Regions from separate parts of the Danio rerio genome. Here region 1 is linked to region 2. Evidence: chromatin contacts called from public HiCAR-type data. All regions are on one chromosome and are shown on one strand. The core of a region is the stretch at or near the end of the contact, and the rest is flanking DNA. Distances in the headings are between cores, read along the strand shown.

Region 1 (2,700 bases), core at 124-2,623, 130 kb before region 2:
TGGTTTTGGCAAGCACTGTGTATTCTCACCAAAGCCCACTGCGCTTTCCCACGCCAAAAATAAACCAAAGGAAGTTCAATTGTGTTCGAGCATGAGAATGCAAAGGTGTCCGAAACAAGAGGACAGTGCATTACAAATTTACAAGTTTTAAACATACATGTTTTAGTAGGAGTAGTGTGCCATGGTTTAATTAAAATCGTGCATAGCTAAAAATATATTGTAATAATGAAAAGAGAAGCTTGGAATTCTGTATAGGTACATTATCAAACTGTCGCCCTCTAGTGGATAAAATCGAATCTTACCTACAGGTAGATCCGAGTAAGGTGAGTGCCAGGCCTCAATAATCAATGAAAATGACCCCTGAGAGAAAAGACACATTTATATTTACTTTAAGAACACAACGAATGATTAAAATACTAGAGAGTGTGTATGCATAAAAATAATTGCATTATAAATTCTTCAAGACGCATGCAGGCAGCAATAATTAAAGTGATTACTGTTGGGATTTGCATCAAAATCGTTAGTCTCATCAATCAACATTACAAACTGTGGCTATCTCTGCATAATGCAACATAAACACAAACACAAAGCGTTCTTTTTAGATTCCCAAACGATTTGCGTTCGAGCTTACCGGCCACCCAAAGTTGAACGGCAGTCGAATTGGTGTGCTGAAAGAGCCACCTCCCATGATTCTAAACGAGTTTGTCCCCAGCACTGGCGTTAAGGCACTTCCAAAGATACAGTCACCTGGAGACACGACCACCTGGTAGTTTTTTAGGCAAACTCGGAAGAAAGTCCTGCAGTCAGGCGTGCACGAATTGCCATTTGCGAGCAAGCCTTTGAAATTTTTGAATTCGTGAAGGTCGAGTTCGAAAACACCAGATCCAAATATCTGAAGGGAAAAATTACATGCATTACAACATTGCACTGCAAACACTGGCTTACCCACAGAAGTGCTCTCGAGACATTCTAGAGGAGCAACGGAGTCCTGCTGACTTTCCACAGGACAGACTATATGGATGTTTACCTGCGTCAAAACGGTCGTGAAAAATGCGATGAGAAAGGTGAGCCAAGCTGCCATGCTTTTCGATTCTCCTGGGCAGCCGTGTCACCCACGATTATATTCCCAGAAAGAGCCTATTCCAGTGCAAAAGGGGTGCAATGAAAACAAATGTAGAAGAGTGAAAAGGTATATCCCGCCGCGCGTCCGCGCCGCACGTCACTTCAGTGTGCTGGATGGAGCACGTCAAATTTCCAGGTTATCCAAAAGGTGAATGGGGAAACTGGCAAATAAATCAGCATCGAGTCTTATTCCTCTTCGTCTCAAGATATCCACTGAGCATGTTTGGTATTCCACAGTGAGCGCACCGATGTGTTTAGTGTCAATGGTTATGTCTTGTTTTGCTTCTAAACTTTGTGCGTCAGCATTGCGCTGTTGGGCATCCTCGCGCTTCTCGTGTAATTCGTGAATGAAGACTTGTTTCTTACGTCCCTCAGTATTTATACTGGCTTTGTGTCCGCGCTGCTCATTATATAAACTCTTGTCTATCGCTAAACGCCGCCCACTTATGCTCAGTCAGCCCCCCTCTCTTGGCAACAATGATATCCACATTTAATACCCACCACTACGCGGATGATGATGACCAATTGAGCGCGAGTGATTATTAACAAGCCCAGCATCTGTTGGCATATTTAAAGCAGGCACGATTAAATACTGACCATTTCACACCATGCAGTGCAGAATACGCGTATCTGAAGAAAAACTAAATCGGATGAAACTTCGCACAACGCACAGCCTATTACTTGTCGTTTGTCCTCGTTCCAGTTAATTGCGCGGATAATTATATTACATCACTGAAAGCGTGCACGGTCAGTGGAGGGTCATGCCTTACCTGATGTTCCGGAGCAGAGCCTCTTCATGTTTCAAGCTGGGACAGCCTGAAAGCGCATTTTAGTATCCCAGAAAACACTATAATCATATTTAAATTTACAACAACTCCTTTTTAATATTCTCAGTTTTGTGCTCAATATTGTATTTTGTAGTTAAACGAAAATAATCAACTCGTTCAAGGTGAATCCCAAATAAGCTCTAATTAACACTATGATAATGAATAATATTTCCCCATTTAATGTGATGTGCTGCACGCGCTGTGCTTTCAGGCTAAATACAGCGTGTCATTATTGTCGAGTCGCGTGCCCCTCGTTAGAAGCGCGTTTCGAGGGCTTTCATGTTGCTTTCATACGGGCCTCTGGCTGAGATGGGGCGAGATAACAATTCAGCTGTATGATAATGAGGGTTTTAGCCATAACCGCCATAAAACTGCGTTTTCTTCTGCTGTGCGCTAAATAAAAAAGATAACAAATGACAGCATATATTATCCAGATTTTACACTTTACCATATTAAAATCATAATGCATCATATATATATATATATATATAATATATATATATATATTTACAGTCATAACATTTATTTGCATATAAAAGACACTTGAAGGAATCGATGTTACAGTGAAATTTTCTAATATATCTATCTGCACAAAAGTTATTATATATTTTTTTTTAATGTTCTTCACACAGAAATCTTGTTTAGTTTAAGAATAGTTCAATGGATCTTTGGAGAACCAAAATAATTATCCTGCTTCACTCATTTTGAAAATATTTAGTTAAAAGTGCAAGCTAATTACTTAAATCGTTAA
Region 2 (2,832 bases), core at 248-2,747:
TCAACTTACATGAAAATACAAACATTTCAAATGTAAATAAATACTATAATACATCATTTCATACATAATAATAAAAAGAAAAAAAAGCCTTGGAAACTAAAATAAAATGTGTGTGATTCATGAACAAATGATTCTTATCAGCTCAAATCAACTAACTTAAATTCTTTTACTAAAAAGAACAATTTGTTGAGGAATCAGACATTGGTAGTTCTTTCATAAAACATGCAAAGCTGGGCATACAGTATGCCTAGTGTTTAACCTGAATTGCAGAAGACAATGTGCAGAGAGTGATAAAGTCTGATCATTAAAGACCATGAGATTCAATTGCTGACCATCTCAGCTGTCCTGCACTGTGTAACTTATGAGCTTTAGTGATATGGATTCTTTTACATGGATCAACATATTACCTTTAGGCTGAAGCTCCTCATCCATAATTCTTTCTTTACTTTCCTGTGGAGAATCCGTCCTGCATTTATTGTTAACTAATAATGAAATGAAATGAAATTAAACTTGATTAATTAAATTAAATTACTTCAATTCTTTGACTCAAAAGAACAATTTATTGAGCAATCAGACAATGGTACTTCTTTCATGAAATGTCCCCAAAGCTAGACATACAGCATATGCTTAGTTTTACACTGAATAATGACTGGATAACTGAGAAGAAGGCACTTTCTTTCTCTTGAAGGAAACTGCCAAACACAATCTCACGGCAATTCATAACTTTTTCTTTTAGTTGCTAATTCGTATGAATTGGTACGATCTCCTTCGTAGAATTTAGTTTGATTTGCTTTTCCCCCAATGGCGTTTGGGTTTAGGGGCGGGGTTGGGTGCCATCCCTCCTTTTTTAAATAGTACTTTTTGTCAACTGAACTCATTCGAATTAGCCAAATGTAAAATAGTTGTTTCCTCGTGAGATCAGACTGAAACTGCAAATTTAAATCAACATACTGTACGAGTAAGTAAATAATGACATTTTTTTTCTTTTGTTTTTGTTGCAAACTCTGGCCCGAGTCCATCCGTTAAAGCTGAAAGTTTCCTCTATTTCCCATGAGCCACTTGAGTGCCCCATGGATCCCTAAACAGCAGGAGTCACGATGTTGAATGGGCATCCAATCTGCTGACTTATGTTTTTACTGTCACTCACATCCAGCCTGAATCAGAGAAGACATCCAGAAAGAAAAGCCCGAAGGATTGGACCAGAGCCATGATATCATGCAAAAAAATGGACGCAGAAGACAAAAATACTTCCTCTCTCTGATCTTCTCTTCCTTTTCCATTTTTACCCTCTGACTTCCTTTCGTTCCCCATTTCCCATCATGCTTCATCTGAGCTCTATTGTTCTCCACCTCACCATCTTGAAATATTTTAAAGATCCCCCCGCAGGTCACCAATGCAGATTTCAGGGCAAACTTGTGCGATTTTCACTCCATAAAGCAGAGCTCTGCCAAATATCTTTCCCTTTCAGGAGGTCCCGACACCAGCTGGAGGAAAAGTGCTGACCTCTGCTGGCCACATTTAGATCAGCAGCCCACAACCCGAGCATGTGCGAGTCTCATCTGTGTTTGTACTACAGGCCTCAGATGGCACTGATGTGTGAACCGTGATCCACCATCAAAAGGGGCACAGCTTTACCAGATGATTCCCCTAAATTACAAGCTGCATCTTGTAACAGCTTCCAAACCAGCACGATTCCATGCCATTTTCCATCGCTTGGTGTGTGAAGCGCTCTTCAGGTGGAGTGGGCAGTGTGCTGTAGGCGGACGAGATGGACGATATCATCTAGCCGCTCGAGTGGATTCGTTCCCCAACGCCTCGGCTCAATCAGCATAATGAAGCCATCGCACGCTTCAGATGCTTTAAGTGAGATGATAGTGCTAGGAATAAATTCATAGCTATTGGTTCGCACAGCTAATGGCTGTGAATATGACTTACAAACCGAGAATGGAGGGGGGATTTTACTCCACATTGTAAATTAGTCCTTCTCCACAATTAATTATTCATGTCGCCCGATTAATTATGAAACAATCTGAAACCCAAAGCCAGTCCGGTAGGTTTGGAGGTTGCCTAGGAACGGGTGACCCATATTAAATGCCACCATTGTTTGGCGGTAACTGGAGAGCCAGGCTTCCCATAGGGCACCGGCCCCTCAGGGTATTGTGGTGGAGAGTAAATAAACAGCGGCTATATCATAACATTTGTTTTGAGGTTGATCACACAGGGTAAACAAGTATGTGTGGTGAATTATTCATCTCTGCTTCGTGGAACCCTCAACACAGGATTGACTAAAGGGGTGTTTGGTCATTAGTGGGGTTGTGGTGTGACACTCATGTCCCCAAAATTTGAGAGAAATTAAAGTAGAAGAAACCGTCATGTTAGCCTATGATACATTAGCACCCCCAAAATGGAAATTTGCTGTTAATTTACCAACCCTCAGGCCATCAAAGATGGTGACTTTTGTTCTTGAGTAGATCATTAAAGAAGATTATGAATTAACACTGTGGTGATGCATACAATTTCAGTAAATGGCTTCTGGCATTTTGAGCTAAAAAAACACACAGTTGCTAGCTGTACACAGCTAAAGGACAGTTTATACTCATGGATCTTGAAAGTAAAATAATTAGATCATGGAGAAAAAAAAATAAATTTTACAACATAATTTCCTAACTCTCTTTTGTTTAAATGTGCATATCTCAATAAACATTTCTAAAATGTTAGAGTTAAAATATGTCATATAAATGCTTTTATTTTTATCTATCTATTATGTTAAATTAATATTTTTCATTCCTCATTTATTTTACAATTTAAATGTGGTTCTACATTTTTATGATT

Evidence for each region. HiCAR-type assays count read pairs that join an accessible place to other places.
Region 1: a HiCAR-type map of caudal fin shows a contact between it and region 2, with 6 times the contacts expected there. The contact joins the promoter of dll4 here to the enhancer-like site in region 2. A contact is called at or near these places in 6 of 18 Hi-C or Micro-C datasets (caudal fin, embryo and hematopoietic stem cells) and 2 of 4 datasets of contacts at active chromatin or transcription factors (caudal fin and embryo).

The regions. Positions count from the first base shown.
Region 1 is chr20:30,973,779-30,976,478 of GRCz12tu, reverse strand. It overlaps dll4 (delta-like 4 (Drosophila)), which reads right to left and starts at 1,373. Exons shown (of 11, transcript NM_001079835.1): 1 at 1,028-1,373; 2 at 632-892; 3 at 303-360. The coding sequence starts at 1,081.
Region 2 is chr20:30,839,391-30,842,222 of GRCz12tu, reverse strand. No RefSeq gene overlaps it. Among named protein-coding and RNA genes, the nearest start is that of dll4, 130 kb to the left of the region's middle. Within about 2 kb of position 1,497, at least 9 of the 62 cell types and tissues checked have an H3K27ac peak or open chromatin away from gene starts, as enhancers often do.